3 separate regions of the Zea mays genome follow, and all the other regions are linked to region 2. The links are chromatin contacts, called in public Hi-C maps. All regions are on one chromosome and are shown on one strand. Each heading gives the region's core, a stretch centred on a gene start, on an enhancer-like site or on the middle of the called end of the contact. The rest is flanking DNA. Distances are from core to core; before and after follow the strand shown. Region 1 holds the start of LOC100193486. Region 2 holds the start of LOC103633148 (probable inactive poly [ADP-ribose] polymerase SRO3). Region 3 holds the start of LOC100281255 (branched-chain-amino-acid aminotransferase).

Region 1 (3,538 bases), core at 38-2,537, 130 kb before region 2:
ATAGCAATTAGCATGCATGTCGTATCTGCTTCTGTGGGCTCGCTGCTGGTTTATTATTTGCGTGTGCATGCATGGCAATATTATTGAAAAAAAAACGACAACAACGCCTTCGGATGCCATGGGCCGGTGTCCGTGCGTGTCGCCTGGTTAATACTAACCTTGCTCGCCTGTTTTGGAACCACACCTCCACCTGCCGTGGCCTCAGCTTCAGTTGCTTCGCCAACGCGACTTTCTGCTTCTGCTCGCTCCAAGCCAAAAGGACACCCCAACAGAAAGCAAAAGGAGGACGTTCAGAAACACAACTCGTCTCGAATTCTCGTTCTCGATAGGGGTGGAAAAACGATGAATAATATCTGTACTTATTTTGAGGCATATTAAAATACAAATATATGTGGGGGGGGGGGGGGGGGGGGGGGGAAAGAGATAACGAGTACCATATACTGTACAATATATATGTGTGTGGCTGTAGTAATAATCAGCCATGTACGCAGCCAGTGTCGACTAGTAATTCATCGAGGTGTAGTACTAGGCAAGGCAAGTGCAGCCGGAGCCGCAGCCGTTTTGTGGTGCTGGTGCGTAGCAAGCAGCGAAGCAACCAGTCATCAATCGATCGGAGTCAGTGAGTCACGCCCAACGTGTCGCGCACGCAGGGGTACAGTACTACGTACCGGGTTCAGGGTGCTGTGCTCCTTGAAGCGGTCCTCCAGGAGCGCGGACTGCTCCTTGGTCAGCCTCAGCTTCTTCCGCGTGCTCCCGTCGTCGTCGTCGTCCTCGGCGCCGGCGCAGGCCCGCGGCAACGCGGCCGTAGACGACGCCCGCTCTCCCTCGGCGTCATCCACGCGCTCCCTCTTCACGCCCGCCACTGACAGCGACGACACGCTGTGCGCGGCCCCGCCCCCGCCGGACCCGGTCGCGGTCGCTTCGTCCGGCAAGCTCAGCGTCAGCGACGGCTCCAGCGGGTGCGGCGACGGCAGCCGCACCTCCCTGCTCAGCCGGCGGCTGATACCACCGTGGCGCGCCGCACCAGAGGCGCCGCCGCTGCCGCTGCCGAGGGACAGGCCCAGCGCGAGGCCTGCGTCGTCCAGGTGCACGTCCTCCTGAGCCATGGCGCGTGCGCGCTCAGGATCAGAAGAGTAGCTAGCTATGTGGCCGCCACTTCAGTTAGTTAGAGCTCGGTTTCTCTCTCTGACGGCCGGCAGGGCAGCCAAAAGGCTGGGTGTGTGCGTGTGCGTGTGCGTGCTGGGGAGGAAGAAGCCAGGAAGGCGAGCGAGGGGAAGGAAGGAAGGAATGAAATGGTTGAGGAGGAAATGAGGAGGGCAGGCGAGAATATTTGAGGAGGAGCGGAGCCGGCAACGGACAAGCGCGCGGATGCACGCGCACATCACGTGCACGTACGTACGCGAGCCCACGCTTTGACACTTGCTGCACAGGAGAGTTTAAATGTAAACGGAAGAGTAAACCGCAAGCAGGCTGTTTTCGGTGACACCGTCGTCCATGCACCAGTATTTATTGTAGCGTTCATTGAATTTATCTTTAAGATCTTTATATTGATTAACTAGAATATTTAATTTATTTAAATATGAAGGAAGCATGTCACTTATTTCTCTAACTAGGTAGGTGCCCGTGCGATGCCACGAAACATAAATTGCGAGCCTCCAATGGACTTAGAGCCCTGGCAACGGGCGGCGTGAATACAATGCTGAGTGCCCGTGCGTTGCGACGGAAGTAAAAAATTTGTATGAAATATATAAACGGAACGACAAATATCACTATGATATGTAAAATCCATGTGGTGATTCCTCTCAGTGACTGTAAGATTATTATATACATGACTGGAGATATTTAGTCTTCAAACTGTCCAGAGCAACCGCATGGTGGTTCCATGTCCCTGAACCAGCACACTACACAGACTGTGGAATCATAACCCCCTCTTTTTCTGGTGCTACTAAGCCGTTATTTGTCAAACTGAAGATTGAATTCCAATGATACCTACAAATTATTCACATCCAGATGTATTTGTAAGTGTTATTGATCATATGACTTAGTAAAACAATTAAATATTTTGATAGATCACTGGGTCTTTTGCTAGTCGAATGTTCTGTAGACATGAGAATTGGATCAACTAAAACTATCAACTGGGCACAATTCCAATTGACTCGACCAACCTGCGGCGGCTTCGGGAGGCCGCCACACTCTATCATATCCTCACCAGTGGTACTTAACGCGTCGGCAGCATAGCTAGAAAGGCTAATCTGACGTTTTGTTGTACAATAATTTAGTCTAAGAAGGTTTTCATGTAACTGGAGTTGGTTTGTCGAAAACCTTCCTAGGTAACCAGGATCTTCTAAGTTCTGTTGCTGCAGTTGGTTTGTGATTGTTTTGTGTGGTAGGTGTGAGAATCATCGGCTTGATGTATTGGATTAGACATAAGAGTGAAGTCGCTGAGTTAACCCCAAACCTTAAACGTCCTCACATGTCTTGGATTAACTGCCTTTTATGTTCTAACAAATCATCAGCTCTTGTTAGTATCACATACCAGTACCAAACAGAAAAACGAGTGAAAATGTCACCCAGTATCATCCTATTCATGAACTTACATAAATGGATTTTCTGAAATAGTTTTTTTTTTGTGTAATATATAAATCTCAAATTGCGGAAGGCATCGATACAGCTAGGCACCAGTTTACAACAAACTTGGCGTCGTGTTAGTTTATTGGATTAGAAATGAATCTAACAATGGCAAATGCTATAAAAGGGCAATTCCGTCGAATAAATCTTGCCCTGTCAGCATTACAGTTGAACTGTACATATACACCCGCTAGCTACGCCTATGTCATAACTTACAGGATCATCCTGCCCATGAAGCCTCCACTGACGTTACAATAATTAGAAGAATCAGTGTGCACTGGCGTTCATCCGCTGGATTCCAGATTGATCGGCTGCATTAGGTGAGCAGATGACCTTCGCCTTCGTTTCCCATCTGGCATCAGCTTGGTTGCTGTCGTGACTGTAATCTTGCCATTTTTACGCAACGGCTTGTTGGGACACTCATGTTGTGCCAGGGAGGACTCACCATCTTTGCCTGCATTTTGCAGTGGGAACTTGACTCTCTTCCGAGCAAAGCGTGCCTCCATTTCTGGCCTCCGGTTGGGACCAATAAGCCTTACATGAAATGGATTCTCTGCTGTGTAACACACCAACTCATTCGTGGCTTTTCCTTTATCCAGATCAACACTTCTGCCGTTCACCTGTAACATACACGTGGCTAAAAAATGCTTGAGGTTGCACCAGATAACCAGACTATGAATCTGGGAGAGAAGGGAAGCTTACCAGCTGGAGAAGCCTATACAATCAAGCCTAACCTCATATGTCGAAAGGAAGAAGCAAATCTGATATCAGGACTTATACATTATGCATTGGAGAGGGGGAAAACAAGACTAATGCATTATGCAACAACAGCTGCTGCATGGTGTTTTCAGCTAGCTTTTTCAAATTTATCTATCTGATTTTTCCATCCCAATATATATTTGTTTCCTGG
Region 2 (3,588 bases), core at 227-2,726:
AATCTAACTTATGAAATAAACACATCTAGGGCATGTTTGTTTAGGGTTTAAGATCTGAGCAGATTATAATCCCAAATAAAAACAACAGGAATATATGGCAAAAAGACTATGAACTTCGCTCTAGTTTGATATATTTACCAATCAGCGGGCTAGATAGAAGAGGAACTATGTGCAAGATTCTTACAAATTCACCCGGCAAAATCGATGCAGCTTCATATATATATATATGCAAGTAAAAGAAATGGGAATCTTGGCAACTAGGCAAATTATACTACAACTCAGCTCGGGATCGATCAAAATTGCGAAGTCCAGATTTATCTGAATCGGAATGCCAAAACCAGCTCAGAACTCACCTCGTGTAAGGGCACTGCGCCGGCGAAAGATGAACGCCGTCGCCGTGCTTGCGCGCGCCCAGCCTTGGCGCGTTGTTCCTCACGAATCCTCGCTCGACGACGGCGGCCACGTCGTCCTCCGAGGCGCCGTACCATGCGAACTTGGCGGTGCCGGTGGCTGTGCAGCGCGCGTAGGCGAGGCGCTGCCCCTGTTCCCGGAACGCCACGGTCCTCGCGCCGGGCGCGATCTTGCGCACCTCCGTGATCGCCGCGCCGCGTTGCGCCATCCCATAGCTGAGGAATAGCTTGCTGACGACCTGGTAGTACATGTCGTTCTCCTCGAGCCTCACCGCCGCGTTCTCCCATGCCTTCATCTTCTTGGCGTCCACGCCGTGTCTCTCCCCTGAGCGCACGTCCACGCCCGAGGATGACTCGGCCTCGTCCTCCGCCGGCTCGTCGTCCCTCTTGCGCTTCCTCCCTCCGCAGTCGGGCGCCGGGAAGAAGCAGTCCCCGCGGTCGTCGATCCACGCCAGCCCGGTCTCCTCGCCGGTGACCTCGTCGATCCTGATCATGCGGAGGAAGTCGAACAGGTACGCCTTGCCCCCGTACGAAGCATCGGCCATCGCCCTCCTCTCCTGGAACGCCTGGCGCAGCTGCGGCACCGCCTCTCCGGTGATACCGATCCACTTGCCGTCCTCATAACAGAGGAACCTCGCCGGCGCGCCGCTCCGCATGAACTCCCGCCAACCCCGCAGAAGCGTCGACGTGCCGTCGGCAGCAGCAACCGCAGGCCGCATGTTCGCCGCCTTCACGTCGTCGGATGACAAATCCATCGCGCTTGGCGCCGAGTCCGGCCGGTCTGCTGCGGTGCCTGTCGTGTACTATCAGGACTCAGGGGCTCGGATCAGGCGTCCGGCCGGTGATGGAGCGGGAATTATATAGGTTTCAGGATTTTGGAGGACGGTCTCGTGAGGGGCACGTTTGAGACGACGTTGGCGAGGACGTCGGTTCGGAAGGTGCTCTTTATTTCGATCTGCCTCCAGCTCTCCACTCCACCCAGGCGGCGCCTCCCTCAGCCCCTGACTGTTTCGGGGGATATGAGATATGACTTGGTAGAGAAGTCTAGAAATGTCCAGTTTAGCCTCGCAACCGTTTTGCCGGAAGATCTGCTGTGTGGAGCAGTTTTGCATGATGTGAACACGGATGTTACCGGTGGTCTTTGGTTTTCTCGATTAAATTTTAGTATGTACCGTATCTAATGTTTAGATATCAATTACAAATATTAAATATAATTTAATTATAAAAAATAGTTATATTTGTGAAGATTAAATAGAGACAGATTTATTAAATCTAACTAATTTATAATTAATGTTTATTATAGCATTATACGGGTAAATCATTGACTAATTGGATTTAATAGATTTGTCTTGCCTTTGTAATTAGTTTTAGGGTTTGTTTGGATCCATCCGGCAAATAATTTGTCGGCTAGTTTTATCATCTTGAACTCCAAACAGGCTTGCTAATAAGTTGAATAATTGTTAGTGGGAGAGTTAACAAATTGTTTATCCATTAGTCATTTGATCTTGCTAATATGTGATAATATATTCGATAAAATATCAGCGTACAAGGCGGTTGTATGGTTGGTTGCACATGCAAAAGACAGGCTTCGCACGTGACGCAAGACGGTGGAACTGTCGGTTGATTTCGAATAAATGCATGCGAGGACGACCATTAAAATTGATACTTATAGTAGTAGAGATATAGATAAAGATATGATTATTTATTTGGTATTTTTTTAAAAAATATTTTGAATGGTGTATATCATTTTTCTTGTATCAATATTAAAATCATTTTGTAATTAGTAATTAGTGGTAAAAATAAGTTTTAAATGGTTTAAATGGATATCTATATTAGCATTTCCAGTGAATACAAGCTCAGATAATTTGGATTTCCAGGCACTCACATAGTCACATATCCATCCGTACGAAAACATTCCGGGCGTTGTACTCCAACCGCCTGTGACATGACCTGGCAGTACCGGATTTGCCCTGGCTGGCCTGAGACTGATCAGTTGAGCGGCCCTGCGGCCGTGTTTGCTTGCATGTCAGGTTTGGGTTTGGGTTTGGGTTCGTCGCACGAAACGGCGCGCTCCTTTCACTCCGGATCCCCTGCAGCCAGACGCCACCACGAGCGCCTGGGCAGTTTTTCCTTGACGCGGAAGGCTCTCCGCGCCGCGCGACTGCTTCTTGAGACGCAAGCACATCCATGTGACGAGGCTTCCGTGGGGCGCCGCCGCGCCGCGGTCAGTGCCTGGTAGAGCAGAAGCTGACCTTGTGCCCTCGCGTTGCCCCTCTCTCTCTGAGTAGGAGTACTTGGATACGAATTTGCTAGCTCTGCTCCGTGGTGGTCAAGCTATTTCATCGGCGAGCTTCTGGTCGCGTGCGTACCAGTTGTACTAATGCCTCGTTATCGTGGCCCAGCACATGTGAGCGATGGTCATCAACTTGTTGCCGGCTGCCTGCCTTATCATCAATGAAAACGATTATTAACTTGCTTTTTTCTTCCTCGCCCACCTGCAAGTTGGGAGTGCTAGGAGTAGTACCACGGAAAACTGAGCTGCATACTCGATCCGGCCGTAGCTGATTGCGATGAGGCCGCGACCAATCCTGGGAACGAGCCCTGCAAGGTGTGCATCTCCCGTGTTCCATTTCCATCCACGATCCACCACCTACCTGCGCGGGCGCGGCTAGCGTGCAGTGTTCCAGCCTCTCGGGAGGCTGCATGGCGCGGCAAGCAGATATTTCATATTTGTTGCTATTCTTATCGGGTTCGTTCTATCCATTCGCCGTGGGATATTTTGGAGACCTCGTGACGCAAGCCCTGCTTGCTTCTACACTCGATCCCTTCATTTTTTTTTTATTAAAGGAAAAGGAAGCAAAAACTTGGCGCGTCAACGCGCGTGGTACACCGTACACTACGCAAGGCACAAATCAGGGGGCGGGGCGGAGGGGGATATACCAGCGGAGCACCCTTCAGTTTTGTACGGCGGAAACTGGATGAAATCCCAGGTCGGCCGTCGGCGACCTAGCTAGGGTAGTTGTTTAACAACAAGTCCACTGCAAACCGACCGCGCGATCCTCTCAGTCTCGAACTCTCGATCAACCGTCCAGTCCACGCGCGCACGACGCACACGCCGGCCTTCATAGACTGGTGGCAGCCTGCTGGCCCATGTATAGCTCGGACGGACGTGGCACAA
Region 3 (3,222 bases), core at 225-2,724, 170 kb before region 2:
AAACAGCGGAACGTACGCACGTACCCAGCGCCTGTTGGCGAGGACTGTCTGCCTGACGGCGTGGACGAACTGCTCCACCGACGGCGCCGGCATGCACATGCGCTCGGCGCCGCGCTGCATCCGCCGCGCGTTCTCCTCCGGCCGGAACAGCGTGTACCCGGCCCGGTCCGGCCGCCGGTACGCCTTCATTCCCTCGAACAGGCCCTGCAGGGAGCGGGCGGCGGTTGGTCGCAGTAGCAGCCAGGCATGCGTGCCAATAATTTGTTAACTACTACTAAGATAATATTCAATTAACGTCGGCGTCGTCCAGGGTGTTTCGTTTCGTCACCGTCGTCGATATACAGTAGTTTAATTACTAGAGAGAAGACGGAACGGAACGAGGACGAGAACGAACCTGGGCGTAGTTTAGAACGCCGGAGGAGGGGCTGAGCTCGATGTTGCCGTAGCGGCAGAGCTCGCCGCGGGGGAAGTCGCCGCGGTCCTCCGGCGAGCACCGCGTGACGTACATGTAGTCGGTCGGGGTGAGGCCGAAGCCGAGGTTGTCCCAGTCGATCTCGCCGCCGCTCTCCTCGTTGGACCTGCGTAGTACGTTCACACGCATGCTGCATGATGCACGTTGCGGCCGGCAGACTTAAAAGATGGCGAAACAATGGGGGAGTCGGTCGGAGAATGCCCGATCGGGATCTGCGGCCGGGCGTACTGTCTGTCACTGAGGCTCACCTGTCGGCGACGTGGTCCAGCTGCGGCAGCGACGACTGCCACCGGCGCGGGAGCAGAAGGGAGCATCCGCCGCCGCCTCCTCCTCCGGCCTGCGAACAGCGAGCAGCGAAAGGGAGGAAGAGGTTACACCGACCTCTGAGCATGGATGATCTCATCGCGGCGGGGAGAGGCATCGATCGTCCTGGACGCGGCGGCGGCCACGGCCGAATTAAGAAGAAACGATCGGTTACGGAAACGAGTAAAAGCGGGCCGCACAGTCCAGCTTCCACACGGCGAGAGGTTAACGCATGGGATTGGGATGTGATGTGAACGGTGCGCACAGGCACACACTACACACGGCGAGAATCGCGCACGCACCGTAGCCAACGCCTTCCCCAGGACCCTCCACAAGTCGCCGCCATGGCCGCTGCTGCTGCTGCGAGCCCACGACGGAAGGAGAGCGCCCTTCGCAGATGTCAACGCGGCCATGCAGTACGTACGGTCCCCCTTCTTTAGACCCCGGCCGGCTGCACTGCTACCACTAGCTATACACGGTATGTGGATTTCGGTCAAGCTCTCTCTCTCTCTCTCTCTCTCTCTCTCTCTCTCTCTCTCTCTCTCTCGTGGGAAGAGAAGAGTTATGGTTGCAACCTTCGTTCACGGGCTACCTACCAATGGCTGATGGGTTAGCTGGAGGGAAGGAAGAGGAGGGCAAATTAATCAAACGAGCACAGTTCGATGGAAGCACCAGTGCACCACGCACCCGCCCATGTGTCCCATACGGAGTCGGAGTGGGCTGTACTTATGCAAGCGGCGGATAGCCTGGCGGCGAACGCTCGTTTCCGGCGCTGTGTATTCGTCCACTGCTGCTACAGCTAGTCCTGCAGAAAGCGATAGAACTTGGGTTTGCAGCTATTGGCACGGAGCGTGCAAATTGCAGCGTCCGATTGCGTCAGGGGGGGGGGGGGGGGGGGGGGGTCATGCATGATAAAAGATCGTCTCGGGTATACAGCTTGCCTTGAGACAGAGCCAACTGACCTAGCGCTGGCCGGCTCGCTTGCGTCTCTGCACGCGTGAGGGTCGGAGCTCGCCGGCCGGGAAACTAGGAAGGCGTCGTACGGTTCCGCCACGTGTAGCCGTCGTCGATGGCAACGGCTCATGCAACGGGGAAGTGTTCATTGATCACTGATCAGGGCAGGGTTGAGATCGATGGAGCTCATGTCAGCTGCTAGCTGCTTTCGCTTCCACTAGACGTCGTCGCAGCCGAGCGTGCAGGTGTCCAAATTTGCTTGTACTCCGTCTCCTTTTCTCCTGGCGCTCTGCTTCACATGAGCTAGCTACCTTGGTTGCCTCACCAACCAGTACTCCTCTTTCAGCTCTTGTGTTTTTCTTCACGCTGTCTTATCTAGTGATGAGTAGTAGTTATCTGCATGCATGCATGGTCCTTGGAGAGCCCATGACTTGCTGCCATATCTGGTGGTGGTGGGGGTATGTTGGTATATTATACATATATCAATTTTACTATTTTAGGCAGGTGTAGGTGCAAAAGGGACGACGAGTGCCCAAAAAGTCCTGATCTGCAGAGTGCGGACGCCTAGATAGGCGTGACCATTATTGAATGGGCGGGACCGTACCAGCTGACCATGCCGTCGGTGATCCATAGAACGAACCATCTTCTGAGTCGATGATATGTATCGACGTGGATATGCGTCAGATACTCCCTACCATCCATCCGCTTAGGTAAGGAAGTCACGGCTTGAAGGCAGAGCAATCCGGATCACTCTAAGGGCCCGTTCGCTTCTACCGGAATAAACCTGGATTCATTCCAACTCATCGAAATCTATATAAATTAGAGAAGTAATCCGGCCAGTAATCAATCCTGAGCTCCAATTCCTATAAACCGAACGGGGCCTAAAGTGTCCGTACGTATGACACTGTAGCTCTATTTATAGTGATAAATTGGAGTATAAATTTGTATTACAAACATGCTCAGAGTTCTATACACATAGACTACAAAATCCTATGAGGGGCATTCATTGTCTTTTCCTTCACAAACGTACCGATCAAGCTTTCAGGTCTCTTCTTCCCTCCTCTCTGGTAATTCATTGTCGAAGCACCTAAAATATACTTAAAACAATTGACAATATATATAATTGGACTACGATGATCTCTTGATTCTAATATGTGAATGATACAATCTTATTTTTAGACCATGGCATTGAACAAGCAATGGACATGGAAGACATCCGCTAAAGCTGAAAATCCAAATCTTTTTTAATATTATTCGCCAAAAGCATACTACACAGCTGCGCCTAATACAAAAGTGGAAAAGCATACTACTCTTAGTAATTTTTCCTTAGTGTTTGATTTAGAAGGGCGTTGATAGGAAATTAAAAACAAAAATGGAATCGCGTTTTAGGAAGGTTTACCAACATTAATTAATATGATGAGAGGGATACGTTTTGGCTTGTGAATCTAATTGTTTATTCACAGTAAAATTTATGTCTCGCCACTTTGTCAACA

What was found. Hi-C and Micro-C count contacts between places; a contact is called where the count stands out from the background.
Region 1: a Hi-C map of leaf shows a contact between it and region 2, with 5 times the contacts expected there. The contact joins the promoter of LOC100193486 here to the promoter of LOC103633148 in region 2. A contact is called at or near these places in 8 of 25 Hi-C or Micro-C datasets (bundle sheath, ear, leaf and 1 more) and 2 of 3 datasets of contacts at active chromatin or transcription factors (leaf and seedling).
Region 3: a Hi-C map of leaf shows a contact between it and region 2, with 4 times the contacts expected there. The contact joins the promoter of LOC100281255 here to the promoter of LOC103633148 in region 2. A contact is called at or near these places in 13 of 25 Hi-C or Micro-C datasets (bundle sheath, ear, endosperm and 4 more).

What each region holds. Positions count from the first base shown.
Region 1 is chr1:29,553,307-29,556,844 of Zm-B73-REFERENCE-NAM-5.0, forward strand. LOC100193486 reads right to left here and starts at 1,288. Exons shown (of 3, transcript NM_001138601.2): 1 at 669-1,288; 2 at 159-238. The coding sequence starts at 1,106.
Region 2 is chr1:29,682,062-29,685,649 of Zm-B73-REFERENCE-NAM-5.0, forward strand. It overlaps LOC103633148 (probable inactive poly [ADP-ribose] polymerase SRO3), which reads right to left and starts at 1,477. Exons shown (of 4, transcript XM_008654828.4): 1 at 354-1,477. The coding sequence starts at 1,165.
Region 3 is chr1:29,508,963-29,512,184 of Zm-B73-REFERENCE-NAM-5.0, forward strand. It overlaps LOC100281255 (branched-chain-amino-acid aminotransferase), which reads right to left and starts at 1,475. Exons shown (of 8, transcript NM_001154174.2): 1 at 1,078-1,475; 2 at 721-809; 3 at 395-578; 4 at 25-204. The coding sequence starts at 1,188.